2 separate regions of the Mus musculus genome follow, and region 1 is linked to region 2. Evidence: chromatin contacts called from public promoter capture Hi-C data. All regions are on one chromosome and are shown on one strand. Each heading gives the region's core, a stretch centred on a gene start, on an enhancer-like site or on the middle of the called end of the contact. The rest is flanking DNA. Distances are from core to core; before and after follow the strand shown. Region 1 holds the start of Ache (acetylcholinesterase). Region 2 has its middle 7.0 kb from the start of Muc3a.

The links. Promoter capture Hi-C pulls out the DNA fragments that hold promoters and counts their contacts.
Region 1: a contact with region 2 is called in a promoter capture Hi-C map of neutrophils, with 3 times the contacts expected there. The contact joins the promoter of Ache here to the enhancer-like site in region 2. A contact is called at or near these places in 14 of 39 promoter capture datasets (the 3T3-L1 cell line, 3T3-L1-derived adipocytes, embryonic stem cells and 9 more), 3 of 15 datasets of contacts at CTCF or cohesin (CD8 T cells, the NIH/3T3 cell line and large pre-B cells), 3 of 484 Hi-C or Micro-C datasets (bone marrow-derived macrophages, embryonic fibroblasts and nephron progenitors), 1 of 115 datasets of contacts at active chromatin or transcription factors (intestinal crypt epithelium) and 2 of 9 other capture datasets (adipose tissue and liver).

What each region holds. Positions count from the first base shown.
Region 1 is chr5:137,286,983-137,289,682 of GRCm38.p6, reverse strand. Ache (acetylcholinesterase) reads right to left here and starts at 1,429. Exons shown (of 5, transcript NM_009599.4): 1 at 1,316-1,429. Gm42456 (a long non-coding RNA gene) reads left to right here and starts at 1,039. Exons shown (of 4, transcript XR_003955815.1): 1 at 1,039-1,118.
Region 2 is chr5:137,204,222-137,206,921 of GRCm38.p6, reverse strand. No RefSeq gene overlaps it. Among named protein-coding and RNA genes, the nearest start is that of Muc3a, 7.0 kb to the left of the region's middle. Within about 2 kb of position 1,436, at least 5 of the 459 cell types and tissues checked have an H3K27ac peak or open chromatin away from gene starts, as enhancers often do. A contact at or near this core is called in neutrophils, where this site is marked.

The DNA of each region.
Region 1 (2,700 bases), core at 180-2,679, 83 kb before region 2:
GCTTTGTATAGGCCCCAGGACAGGTGCAGGGGACCCTCATGGACGGACGGGTGTGGCCCCTTCGGGAGCTTGCAAGTTATAAGAAAGCACAGCCCAAGCCTCTCCTGGGTTAGCCAAAGCCTTCTGGGGAGTGGGTTGGGCATTCAAGGTATCGGGAGTCCCAGGTTCTGAAGGCATCTTGGAATCTTGTCCAGTCGACACCTTGCCCCACCCTGCTCCGCCTCTCTTCTTTCTGGTACGGCCGGTTGGTACCCGTTTGCTTTACATCAACCGCACCCCTCTCGCCTGACTCCAGCCAACTGTCTCACTCGCCCCTTGTGGGGCTCACCAGAACTCAAGCCCCTATTGCATCCCCATATTGCAATGCCCTCCACTGCCAACCGGGAGCAGTAGAGACCAAGAAGAGGCCAGAGCTCCCCGCCCGAGCCTTGGTGTGGGGGTATCTGGAGAATCGTGAGCATCGCAGAGGGGGTTGAAGGGCGAGCCAGGACGTCTGTGTTCCGGGAGCTCCGGAGATCCCCGTAGCAAAGGCAGGGGCGCTATTTTGGGGGCAACAGCTGCTGTAGTTCCGGCGTCTCCAGCCAAGAGATCAAAATTCCCCGGGTCGGAACTACCCCCTCCGGGTGTTCACCCATCACCCAGCCAGTTCTGGTCGCCTGGATCTGGGGATAGTGGCGTTGTTGGAGATTAACCAGGAAACCCGAGTGGGGCTAATTATAACTCGGGGCTTCCGCTGAGCCTCCTTTTAGAGGGAGGGTGGGAGGGTGAGAGGGAGGGAGGGAGGGAGGGAGGGAAAGAGAGAGACAGAGACACATAGAGAGAGACAGAGTCAGAGAGAGAGAGAGAGAGAGAGAGAGAGAGAGAGAGAGAGAGAGAGAGCGCAGGAGGGGTCCTGGAGCTGGCAAGGGGCTCAGCTGGGTAGGGACGTTGGGGTCGCGGCCCTCGGGATGGGGGGTGGTGCATTCGGGATGTCAGTAACCTGCGCAGTTTGGGCTCCGCCCCAAACAGGGGGCGTCTTCCAGTGTCCCCAGACTTTGAAGAGAGTGGGGAAGGGGCCTTCAGGGGGTCCCTGCAGGAAGGGAGCGCAGAGGCAGCGGCCGGCCCAGCGAGCATCATCAGTAAGTATGCAGCGGCTAGCGGGAGTTTCAGAGGAGTGCGAGGCAGTGGAGGGGCCCCTCTAGGCAGGCCCCACGGGGCAGGAGGTGCAGTAGGAGCTCTGTTGGGGGGCTTCGATCGTTCCAGGATCGCACGTTTCCCCCGGGATGCGGATTGGTCCCGACTCGGTGGAGGGTCCTGGGTGGGTTGGGAGACTCACCTGAGGCGGCCAAGCCGGGCCGGGTCGGGCCGCGCCGGGAGCTGGAGGCGGCCAATGTTCCCCGGCGCAGGCTGAGCCGACAGTGACAGCCGCCTCCGGCCCCCCGCACACACCCCTCCGGGCCGCACGGCGCCCCCGCCCGCCCACTGTCTCCGCCCCCGCCCCTCCCCGCTCCCCCGGGCTGCCACCTCCCCTCCTCCCTCCCTTCAAGCCCCGAGACCCCGGGGAGCGGGAGCCCAGACACACTCCAGTGGTAGATTCAGACAGACCGACAGACCCGCAGACCCGCAGCGGCGGGGCAGACACCCACGTGACAGACGGACCGCAGCCTGCGGAGACACCAGACACCGTTCACGCAGGCGACAGTCTCCTGCGGTGACAAGTCACAGACAGACCGGTCGCCTTTCACGGACGGAAGGACACACTGACAGCTCTAATCCAGAAAGATCAGAGGCCTAATATTTGGCATCTGTAACCAGGACAAAGCTTGGGGCAGGGTAATAAGAGAAGAGACACGAGAAAGCCTGACTGAGGACCCCCTTCAGCTGACACTGGTAGAAAAGATGACGTGGGACATCTCTGTGGAGACGAAAGAACACCTGTAGGAACAAATAACAGAAACACAGGCTCTCCCTTATAGGAAAAGACCCCTGTGGGCAAGAAGAGGTGACACGGGGACAGCTGAGAAGCCAGACCACATAGTGGCAAGCAGAAGGCTGTGGGGAGATGCTACAATGCACTCTGCTGCAGCTCTGGAAACTTCCGGAACCCCCGAGGGTGGGCTTGAGCTAATTCCCCTGACCGGTGACCTCCGGCTGTCATCACAAGGGTCCGGCTGGTCCATGACATCACCGGGCCAAGCTTTCATTGGTTGTTGTGGCTAGCAGGTGGGAGCGGCCTACACTTGGAGCCCCCAGCCTGTTTGGGAGTCCCTTAGACCACACGCCCAGCCTTCTAGGGAGTCTCCCACCTAGCTGCACCTTAGTGACTGTGGGAAGTGTGCAGTTTTGTGCCCACGCGAGATCACTACATGAAAGAGACAACTGGCTCACGGGGTGGGTGGGGGCATCTGGCTCTGGAGCCTGCGGGCCGCTGCTGCGTGGGCGACTGGCCTGCACGCGAGAGCGTGGGGACGTGCGTGCGCGCACGCGATATGGGGCGCTGCGTGGATCTATGGGGGGTAGGGGGACACGTGCACGCATGCTCGCTGTGGACGCCGGGAGCTTTCCCTCGAGCCCCAGACACTCATCACTCATCAGTCACTTCCTCCGAGCAAGGGGCAAAGGCGCGCTGTCTTGCAAAAGGCTGGTCCCCAGAAGATACCAGCGCAGAGTCCAACCTCTCCCAGATATGCGATTTTCATCTCTCCAAACTGCGACATCCCC
Region 2 (2,700 bases), core at 187-2,686:
TGCAACTGGCTAGAGGCAGATCTCTCTCAGTTATGGGTAGATCTCCCAATTCCCCCTGAGGCATAAAAGACACCCCGCCCCTCCCGCCCCCCCAGGGACCAGGGTGCCAGGGTGTTTGTTGGGGGTTAAGGTTGTAGATGGAAGGAGGCCTTAAGCTGAAGGTTACTGGTAAAAGGTGAACATCTATGGCACACATGCATCTGGGGCTGGAAGCATCTAGAACCCTATGGGTTGGTTCTCAGAAAATCCAGAGGAAATTCAGGACTCCGGTCGGGAACTCAGCTCCTCAGAAGCTGTCCCAGCCCCAGGAGTCCTCCTAGATCCTCTCTCTTCCACATTTTGCTATGATTTGGGGAGCAGAGCGTGAGGGGGGCAACTAAGGAGTGAACTGCATGAATTTGGGAAGCATTGTAAGAGTGCATTATATCAGACCATCAACTTTAAGTCAAGAGGAGAGAAATATGCACAGAGCCCACATTACGGGGAGGTAGGTGGTCATCCTGTTCCTTGTTCTCAGCGGAGCCAGGGACCTGGCATCCTGAGGGGACTGGTGCTGGTGATGCTGATGATGGTGACGATGATGGTGGTGGTGGTGATGATGATGATAATGATGAAAGCCGTTACCTAGACACTGTACTTGTGTACCCAGCCAATACTGACCAATCCACCCTGTCCTTCAAGCACTTAAACTTGTATGCAAAAGGTGACACATGTGAGCCCATTGGCATACAAGAAAGACAGATCCATTTCCAACAAGTGTCAAGAGCAAGATGAGGAAGGTGTTACAAGTCTGTAATCCTCATACTCGGAGGTGGAAGCAGAAGATCACAAGTTCAAGGCCAGTCTAGGCTACAGAGAGACCCTGTCTGAAAAACTAACAATAGTGGTCTGGGGATGTGGCTCAGTGGGTAGAGCGCTTGCCTAGCATGCACAAAGCCCAGGGTTCTAGCCCGGCACTGAATTGACTAGACATGGTGGCACATGTCTATAACCCTAGAACTTGAGAGGTAGAGTCAGGAAGATCTGGAGTTCAAGGTTAACCATAGCTACATCTTGAGTTGGAGGTGTTGGAAGCCAGCTGGAACACAATGAGACCCTGTCTCAAAAATGCAAATAGTTTTCAAAGTTTTTTTTTCCCCGAGATAGGGTTTTTCTGTAGCCCTGGCTGTCCTGGAACTCACTTTGTAGACCAGGCTGGCCTCGAACTCAGAAATCCACCTGCTTCTGCCTCCCAAGTGCTGGGATCAAAGGTGTGCGCCACCACGCCTGGCTGTTTTCAAAGTTATTAAAAGCAGCTAAGAATGTGTGAGTCCAGGGAAACAGAGCCACCCAGCAACTCAGAAGACCTGCCTATGTACCCAGCCTCCCCACTGCCCCCTGGCAGAGGGCCCTGTTATTTCCCAAGACACTTCACTACGGGTATTTCCTGTGACACACACAAGGAGGATTGTGTGAAGAAGTCAGGAGGGATGAAAAACAGAAGTTCTGAGAGGGTGTGTAACCTCCTGGGGGCCACACAGCAAATAACACAACAGCACCCTGACCTAGCATTTGAACCCACTGCCTGTACTCCTGGGGGACCCTGGTCCTCTGCAATCCTCTCAAACAGGCTGGTTCCTGGGGGCAGAACCTTAGAGGTCAAGTTTAGAACCCTAAGTGGCAACCGTAGCTTTCTCCCTTGTCTGTTCTGTGCACCTCCTCAAGGTTTTGGATGCAAAGCTATGGAGAAGGAACCAAGATATAAGAAGGTTCTAGAAGATAAGAGAGCATATGCCAAAGAAAGTGAACTCTTGGTAGCAAGAGCACGGTGGTTCAGGAGTGTTTGCGTGTGACAAGGCCAGGACTCGCACACTCCATGGGGAGGCCTGTGGGGGACCCAGCTGTGTACCCAGCCTGCTAGAAACAAAGGCTTAACTTGTTGGTGACCCATAAGGCACCACGGCCAGCCCTGGAACCCATACTGCCTGTGATGCCAGGAGCCTGGCTTTGGTGATTCATTTGTACCTGTGGGGCGGGGGGCAGGGAGACTCTGAGAAAAGTCTTCAGGAACAGGGGGCACAATCAATAACTCTCTGTTCATGATTTGCTAGGGGCGCATGGGCTAGAAAATGCTAGAGAAATGTCAAAGGTCAACATGAGGATTAGATGTGGTGACGACACTTGCCTGTAATCCCAGCACTGAGTGGTAGAGGCAGGAGGACTGAAAGTTCAGGGTTATCCTCAGCTACATATGAAGTCGGAGGTTAGCCTGGGCTACAAGACTCTGTCTCTTTCACACATATGAAAAGAGGATGAATATGAGTGCTTTGCGGATGTAAAGTTCACAGTAAGGGGGGAGGGGCACTCCTTGATGACATGGGGCCAGGGGATAAAGTGTCTGTCCTGGAGGGACTGAGGCATCAGAGGAGACATGGGGGGGGGTGCTCTTATGAATGTGGCCAATCACAGTGCTGCATGCAGATAGGCAAATGCTGAGGATGCTGAGGGCGAGGGCGTCGGGTCAGGATTCCAAGGGCCATCTGGGATAAACCGTCTTATATGAAAACAGCCTTAGGTAACTCAATATAATCAAACATTTTGAAAGGAGAAGGTGAGAATCCCTGCCCAGGAAACACAGAGCCCCGGGTCTCATCACCAGCACCGGAGTATGGCGGTTCATGCCTGTAATCCTAAAGCCCAGGTGGCAGAGACACGAGGGTC